Linked DNA regions of Mus musculus: region 1 is linked to region 2. A link is a contact called in public Hi-C data. All regions are on one chromosome and are shown on one strand. The core of a region is the stretch at or near the end of the contact, and the rest is flanking DNA. Distances in the headings are between cores, read along the strand shown.

Region 1 (4,665 bases), core at 1,170-3,669, 65 kb after region 2:
TGTCATGGACCACAAGCCCCAGCCAATGAAATGCAGGTATCTTTTTTTGTCAGGAGCCTCTCACTGTGGGGCTATAATTAGCCCTGAGAACCATGTCACTGGATGGGCAACCCAACGCATACAAAAACAAGATGTGCCCACCCTGTCTTTAAAGAGAGAGTATAGCACTTAAAACCTGAATCCTCAGCTGCGGATGTGGCTCAGTGGGAGAATGCTTGGCCTAGAATCACAAGATGCTGGATTTATGCCCTAGTACTGCAAAGTTCATTTCAAAAGTAAAAACGTAGATCCTTGGTTCAGGTAGTGTCTTTGAGACCAACCGGAAGGAGTGATGGCTGTAGGTCCCAGGGCAGGCAGCTGGCAGCTGTAGCTCATCTCATCTCAGATGTGTCTCCTTACCCAACTGTGTAAATGACCTAACCGTGCACAGCAGTGGCGCTTGTGCAGGGAAAATAATACAGTAATACAAATATTCAAACCAAATTGGAAAAGCAAAGAAAGAAGGAGCCAGAAGACATTAGATCATTGCCGCTGCGACCTGGCCCAGACAGCATCTGGGCGTGCATCCTCTGTCCAGCCTTTGTCCACACAACATCCGTCATGCTTCACTGCGTGTCTAGAATAATAGCGCCTGTCTACACAGAACCCTTTGTGTGGCTGCGCTTTGAGGAACAAGGTCTCTTACAGTGTCCCTTGAGGAGGAGCAGGGACTCCCTGGTAGGAATGTTTTAATAGGCTTCCGGGACGAAAGGGAGTCCTTCTCCCTCTGAAGGGATGGGCGGAGTAGTGGTGTACCCATTGGCCAGTGTATATGTTTTCATCGTGTGACCAGGGCGAGCTGTGCTCATGTTCCTTCTTCACTGGGTCATTTCCACTTTAGTTCTGAAAGCAAGAACAATTGATTAAACAAAGAGCCTTCCTGACTGAACCTTGGATCCCCCCTCTGGGTTTGGACAAGGAAGTAGGGAAGTGTTTTCCTTCCTCCCCATCTGCGTCCCACCATTGGTTAAAGTCAGCCTGAGTCTGCAGAATCCCTGCTGGCTCATCCTTAGCAATGTTTTCCCCCCACTGGCCAACTCCAAGCATCCTCTGGGAAGTCAGTCCTGCAAAGGACCCGAGTGGACCCTCAGCCCTGCCACTGCCAACTCTTGGACAGGACAGGTACCCAGCTAAAGCATCGGTGTTGGCTCCTGAATGTCTTAAGCGATAACACCAACCCTGTCTGTCTCCTGGGTGTGAGAGCAGGCTGTGTCATAAAGTGGGTTTCCCACACCCGGCATGGAGCCAAGCATTCCAGAGAGAGCAAGTCTTCTTGCAATCAACTGACAGCTGTCCTTCAGCACCTTTGTGACCATGGGTAACACCAGCCCAAGTTCAGTGGTTAAGCAGCCAAGGACCATATTAGGTGATCCATGGGTGGAATGGCGAACCTCCTCCCCTTCAGCTAGTGAGTGCTCCCCTTTCTGAGAACAGCTCTTCATTCCCCAGTGGCTTGAGAATTTCTTTATTTCGGTGTGTCTTCATTTACTAGAATATGTGAAACCATAAAATAATAACAGTAACAGAGAAGATACAAATAAAGGCTCTGGGAGATGGCTCACAGTTAAAAGCAGTGGCTGCTCTTCCAGAGGATGTGGGTTCGATTCCCAGCACCCACATGGTAGCTCACAGCTATCTGTAACTCCATTTCCAGGGGGTCTGACACCTTCTTCTAGCTTCTGTCTGTACCAGGTACTCATGCAGGCAAAATGCTCATACACATAAATTAAAAATAGATAAATCTTTAAAAATAATAGTAGTAGAAGTAACAGTGGTAATATAAAACCTGGGACTTGAGGGAGAGTGGGGTTGGGGGAGGGGGAGAGGGAGAGGGAGGACCTGATAGAGAACCAGAGACATTCAAAGCCAGCCCATCTCCTGCAGCTGTACCCAGGAGCTAGACAAGAAGGTATCATAATGCAGGCTCAGGTCAGTGAATCTGTGGGCAGATGAGTTCCAGAGCACCCAGGAAATAAGGAGCCACATAGAACGGCTTAAAGCAAAATCAGGAACAGTCCTGGACTCAAATCTCTCCTCTTGTCTTTTCAAATTTGTTGGTCTGGACAAGTCGCTAACCATTCCAAGGCTGGAGGTTTTCATCTGTGAAGTGTGGTTGATACTGATACCACTTTGATGAAGTAATATAGGATGAAATATGTTGTAGAGGATGCTGTAGTAATAGTTGAGATGAGACATTTCTGAGGGGCTTGAACACACACACACACACACACACACACACACACACACACGAGGACTTGTGGTCCCTGGCAGGAGTGCCTGGGACCTGACCAGCTTGAGGGTTCCCCAAGGCCAAGGACATGTCCCCAGAGTCTCTGCATGTGACAAGCACCAATGGATGGGAACTGGCAGTCAGAGCCAGTGCTGGCATTCTGGGCAGTGACCTTTGTCTCATTGGAGGGCTAGATCAGTCTGGTCACTGGGCTCCCTGCTTAATCACAAGCATTGCAGCCAAATTTCTGATGATCTAAAACTATTGATCAGCAAGGCCGGAGAAGCTCAGGGTATGTGAGGGGCACCGAAGCACGTGCCTGTCTGCACTGTTGCCATGGGATTCTGTTCGGATGTAGACAGAGGGGGTTTCTTTTTTATTTAAAACAAACAACAACGCAATGAAAATTCCCACAGATCTTTGCAATTCTCTACTGCAGAGACTGCACCGTGTTTGTGTGTTTGTGTGTGTGTGTGTGTTGCAGTGTTGCTATGACAATGCATATGGTTTTATTTGATGGAAATATGCATAGAAAGAACAGGAAGTGGTATGTATGCATGACAAAACAAACGTGACCAGTCAGAAACCAGGCTTCTGAATCTTGATCATGTGAATCTTTTGATAGCAACGTAAGGTGGAGGTCATGGTACAAAGATGCTACTCAGCCCTGAGGAGGCTGAGGGAGCTAAGGGTTGAGTAGTACAGAGCTCTGTCACTTACTCGCTGTGTCACCTCTGGCAAGTGGCTCAGCTGTGAGTGGCTTTTGCTTCCCTCCTCTCTGAAACAAGCAAGGAGCCCTTCCATGTGTCTCTGTGTGCTGTTGGGATGGAAGTGAGCCAACAGTCAGCACTCAGTCAGTGTCATTCTGGAGTGATGGTTAGAGTCTGACGTTCTCAACGAGGACGAGGGTGGCTTTGTTCTGAAATGCGCTCTGGTCTTGACCAGACTGTGCCTGGAACACTCTGCGGAAAGTCAAGGACGTTAGGCAGGGCCACACTGTGGACTGCTGGGATCAGACCAGATGATCGTCGAAGAGCCCAAGCTACTGACCACCAAGGAACAAGATGTGGGTGCAGTGGCAAATTGTTGTACTGTGACTTTCTGTATCTGGCTGAGACCCATCCACTTTACCACTCTGCCACGAACAGTGTATCCTCCCAGGCCCAGTAAATGGGAGGACAGAGACTCATCTCCAAGGGGCTCATGTCCGTCAATCCTGAAGGAGCACTTTTGGGTGACAATGTAATTAGTATAATTACAACACTATTAAATCTTGATCTTCCTGCTTTTGTTCTTCCCTTCCTCTATATCCCCTCCCCCTTTCTTCCTGTCTTTTTTTTTTGTTTGTTTGTTTCAACACCAGGCTTCACATAACCCCAGCTGGCTGCAAACTCACTGTGTAGCCCCATGTGATGTCCCTGAACTCTTTGATCCTTTAAGCTCCACCTCCAAATACTGGGATTGCAGGTATGTACCATTCTGTGCAGTTAAATCCACATTTTCTAGTTCACTCACCTGGACTGAAGTCTGGCGGGGAGTACACTGCATATACTTTGTGTAGTTCACATTGCTTAAAGGATTCTCAGATCTGCTGGGATGCTGTCTGCCCATCACATGTACACAAGAGATTATTTTTTAAAAATCCTTTGGGACTTTCTGTTGATTGAGTGAGTGGCTTTATCCAGGACAATATTCTTCTGATCTGGACCAGATGTCTTCTGAGATCGTTCTCAGTGTAAATATCAGTGACACTCTGACATTCATTAATTCATCTTGAATAAAAGACAAGAAGTTGCTTTCTGTATTTTTTTTTTTTACTATTATATGTAAAGTACACTGTAGCTGTCTTCAGACACTCCAGAAAAGGGTGTCAGATCTCGTTATGGATGGTTGTGAGCCACCATGTGGTTGCTGGGATTTGAACTCCGGACCTTCGGAAGAGCATTCGGGTACTCTTGCCAACTAAGCCATCTCACCAGCCCACTTTCTGTATTTCTTAATGGTTGAGGCTTTAACTTACATAAGAAACCACAAGGAAGGCCTATATTCCTATATGTAAACAGGACTTCAAGCACCACGGCCCTTCCCAGAACAGGTGGGTTGTATTTTCTGTTTGGCCTGTCACGTGGTATTTATCTTCTGTTCAGTCACTCCGAGCTAGCATCCCTTCTCTGTCTTCTTCAAACTCCACACACCTAGCTTCTGTAACCCCGTGAGAGTCCCTCTGTAGATGCGTCTTATTTCTGTTCTCTTTTGTTTTGTTTTCTTGGTTTTTCTTTTTTTATTATTTTTATTTATTTATTTATTTGGTTTTTCGAGACAGGGTTTCTCTGTGTAGCCTTGGCTGTCCTGGAACTCACTCTGTAGACCAGGCTGGCCTTGAACTCAGAAATCCA
Region 2 (4,361 bases), core at 466-2,965:
TCTGTAATATAAATAAATAAATAAATAAATAAATAAATAAATAAATAAATAGTGGCCTCAGGTCCATGTTCTAGTAGGGATGGCAGTATCAAGCTATAAATTATCACAACTTTCGGTGAATATTGACTATCTCCAGGTAAAATAGTGAGTCGAACCTCGAGTACTCCAATCACACCCTGATACTTAACATACTTTAACAGGACACATGCCAGCCTTCCTGCTTACTGCTGTCATATGTGATACATATATGATACATCTGTGTATTTCATAAATCTAATGAAAGATTTCAACTTATTATAACTTTATGGTAATTTATTTGTAAAAGGTATTTTCTCTATTAAAAATTTGGTTTCAGGGTTTTTTTTTAAGACTTATTTTATTCCTATTTATGTATATGTATGTCTCTGTGAGAGTATATGCCACTTCTACCCAGGTGCCCATGGAGGCAGGGGGAGGGCGGTACTAGATCTGCTAAAGCTATAGTGATGGGCATTTGTAAGCTGTATGAGGATACCAAGAAAGAAAAAAAACAAAACAAAACAAACAAACAAACAAACAAAAAAACTGGTCCTCTGGAAGATCAGCTCCCAGCTGCCGAGCCATCTCTCCAGTCCTGTTTTGCTGTCATCATTTTTTTCCGAGTTTACTGATGTCCTTGGGTCTCCAATTCTGTAGTAAGAAGCCAGCCATTTCTCATGTCGTTGTTCCCCGCTCTAAGGCAGTACTTTCCTTGCAGTATGTTTTCATCTCCCTTTGGTTTGGGGGAATAAATCCATGTCACTGCTTTGTGGAAGTACTATCTGCAGTTTCATAAACTTGGGTCTAAAAAGCAGTCTGTATACATTTTTCATCTACAGTTCCTTATGCTTTATTTGTACTTACATAGAAACAGCATGAATATCCAAACCAAAATACTTATACACATAAACTCATAACCATTGGCCCAAAGTAAAATCTGTACATTTACAAAATATCCTATAAACACATCTTCCCAGGGACAGAGCAGTTTAGTCATACTAAACTACAGCCAGAATGACATGGCAAGGTAGTAATTTTTCCAATTTCCTTTATCTTTAATAACTTTTTGTTGTTACTAAGTATGTGTCATATTTGTGTGCTGCACTGGGTACACACACTCTACGATGCGTCTATGGTCAAACAACTTTCAGAAGTCAGGTTTCTCCTTCCTCTGTGGACTCCAGGCATTAACTCTGGTGATTAGGCTTCTGTAGCAAGAACTTTTACCCACTGAGCCACCCTGCCAGCTCTCAAATACGCTCTCTATCCAGGCCGAACTAGCACCAAGTCAATAAACCTTAGTTTGCTTCCATGCAGAAGATTCTATTTGAAGTCTTCGCCAAACCTACTTCACCTCAAATGAGACATAAATGTGGTTCTCTGTATACAAAACAAACAGGTTTGTGGTTGCTTGCTTGACAGCCTTAAAACAAAGGAAAGGCTGGTGGTGGCACAGAAAATCTCGAGCAGTTGGGTCATGGTGTTGCATCAGGCTCCTGTGAATCTTCACACTGTGTGCGAGTTCATCCCTTGCAGTCAGGCAGGCAATGTCTATAGTTTCAAAAGTCTGGACTAAGTTTTCAATGTACAGTGTGCAGCCCCATTAAAGTTTCAAATTTTCCTTATGACTTAGGTAATGATTGCCTACTAGAGGTAGGGATAATGGAGTTGTTTTCATCCCAGCCTGGGTACACGTTATGCAATGTGTGTGTTTTGGATTCAGAGCCTGGACTAGTTCAGAGCCAAGCTGGGAGCACAGTGCCTCTATAGAGAAGCGACAGAGGGGACGTCTGAATGATCATCTCAACTGTACCAAGGAGTAGGATTTTTATGACTACATATAACCACAAAAAAACATTAGTAACCACACATTAAAAGATAATTTTATTTTATTAAGTATCTGGCTCAGGAAAAATTTACAGTTCAAAGGCAAGGAAATTTCTCACTTCCTGCAGCAAGCACTGGAAAGCCAGTTTTATAAAATGGGTACTTTTGACAGAGGGGTGGTGCCCTACCTCAACTAGTACGAGGTGAAAAACTTTATTTGAACTTTATTATGTTCTATCCAAGTTCTTTGCTTGAATATTTTCAACTTACAGAAGTTAGGCCATTTTGTAACACAGATGTCAAAATACTACGTTTTTAAAATTCACAGTTAAGAGCCATGGAGATGGCTTAGTCAAGATGCCTGCCATGTAGGCACAAGGACCTGGGTTCAGCTCCCAACGCATAAATAAAAAGTTAGCTATGGTGGTGTGCACCTGTAATCTAAGCCCCTGTGGGCAGAGCGAGGAGTATCCTGGGGTTCACTGGTCAGCCAGTCTAGCTCATCAGCGTGCTTAGGTTTCAGAAAGAGACTACATCTCAAAAGTAAAGTGAGATCCATAGAGGGAGACACACGATGGTGACCTCTGACCTTTGCACTCATGATGAAGGGGAGAACCACACAGGAAGACACACGATGTTGACCTTTGACCTTTGCACTCGTGCGCCTATGTACATAAAAGTAATCAGTGATAACAAAATCCATTAGCTAAAGTGTTTTTAGTATTCCCAAATAATTTACTACATAATTCCATGCAGAAAAACATAAAGTAGAAAATATATATTTCTTTTAGGTCTTCCTACAATAAGAGTACACAAGGAAAAAACTTAATGAGTAGATACAAGTTTTTAGTTTAATAGTTATCAGTTAAAAAGTAAAAAGGACTGGTTTTATGGTTGTCGTTGTTTTGTTTCATCTGAGACCAGGTCTTATTATATAGCTCAGGCTGCCCTTGAACTCATAGAGATCCACCCCACTCTGTCTCCTGAGTGCTGGGATTAAAGGAGTACACACCCTGCCAACATTCCACATACATGGGGGAAAGGCTCATAGGACACTCAGTTCCCTTTATGCAGGAGCTTATGGTCAGTTGTCCATGCTTTGCTGCTCAGTAAGAGGTGTGAGGTGTGTGTGTGTGTGTGTGTGTGTGTGTGTGTGTGTGTGTGTGTGTGCATGTTTCACAGCCTCAGGACAATCTCAGTGTGATCTTTCTACCTCCAGCTTGTGGCTCAGGATGTGAGCCCTCAGCTTCCTGCTTCTACTCGCGTGCCTGCTGCTTCCTGCCATGTCTCTGCCATGACAGACTCTTACCTTCCAAAACCATAAGCCCAAATAAACCCTTTCTCCTCTAAGATGCCTTGGTCATGGTGCTTTATTACAGCAACAGAAAAGTAACTTAATCCACCCATGGTAGCAAATACTTCAGAAAGTAGAGATGAAACTGGAAAAAACACAGGGGCCATGATATGGGGGCATTTGCGGGGTTATTATAAAGCTCCAATTCATTATCCTAAGAGCAAGAATTAGACACTGAAGGATTTGAAAGAGGCCACTGAAATTATCATACTATGATCCAAAGTGAGGCCAACCTTTTCTCTGGAGAATGAATTGAAAAAAAGCCAAATATTTACTTATTAGGTTAAAAAATTAATAGATGAACTAACAAGTTTAGATAACTCTTATGTATCAATTTCATGTTAACTGTGTATAATTAAATTTGAATTTTAACAGCAAATCTCAATGTATCACCTTCTTTTTTTTAAAGATTTATTTATTATATCAGACACTCCAGAAGAAGGAGTCAGATCTCATTACAGATGGTTGTGAGCTACCATATGGTTACTGGGATTTGAACTCTGGACCTTCAGAAGAGCAGTCAGGTGCTCTTACCCACTGAGCCATCTCTCCAGCCCAATGTATCACCTTCTAATTGAAATATAATACCTATATGCTTTCAAATTCTCTAATAGCTTCATTTAAATAAGCAAAGAGAAGCAGGTAAAATTAATTTCAATAATATATTATCTATTATATCCAAAATAATTTCAATAAGTAATCAACATAAATGGTTTTGGTAGGGAGGAGAGGTTAGGTTTTTTGGTTTTGTTCTATTGGTTTTTCAAATTCTGTGTATCCTTGTCTATCTAGAACTCATTCTGTCAAACAGACTAGCCTCAAACTCAGAGGTTTGCCTACCTCTGCCACTCAGGTGCTGAAATTAAATGTGAGCACCACCAGTGCCCAGCACAAAATATTATTAACTAGATAATTTATATTACCTTTTGCATTAAAATGTGTATTTTATGCTGAGAACCTGTATCAATTCAGATAAGTCATATTTCATGCACTCAGTGGTCACTAGGGAGGTGACTTAGTGAAATGTGTAGTTACAGCAATTTCACCAAACGGTTCTCAAATACAAGCAGTACCATTTTAATTCAAAGTCATGAAGGTCACAAAACCCTTAATGGTCCTGGGAACGTTTGAACCGTAGCACTGGCATTCATCTGTGTCTGCT

The links. A called contact is a pair of places that touch in the nucleus more often than the background predicts.
Region 1: a Hi-C map of liver shows a contact between it and region 2, with 2.4 times the contacts expected there. The contact joins two enhancer-like sites. A contact is called at or near these places in 3 of 484 Hi-C or Micro-C datasets (CD4 T cells and liver).

Annotation. Positions count from the first base shown.
Region 1 is chr3:145,622,577-145,627,241 of GRCm38.p6, forward strand. No RefSeq gene overlaps it. Among named protein-coding and RNA genes, the nearest start is that of Gm40164, 8.1 kb to the right of the region's middle. Within about 2 kb of position 2,420, at least 22 of the 459 cell types and tissues checked have an H3K27ac peak or open chromatin away from gene starts, as enhancers often do. A contact at or near this core is called in liver, where this site is marked.
Region 2 is chr3:145,558,611-145,562,971 of GRCm38.p6, forward strand. No RefSeq gene overlaps it. Among named protein-coding and RNA genes, the nearest start is that of Znhit6, 15 kb to the right of the region's middle. Within about 2 kb of position 1,716, at least 9 of the 459 cell types and tissues checked have an H3K27ac peak or open chromatin away from gene starts, as enhancers often do. A contact at or near this core is called in liver, where this site is marked.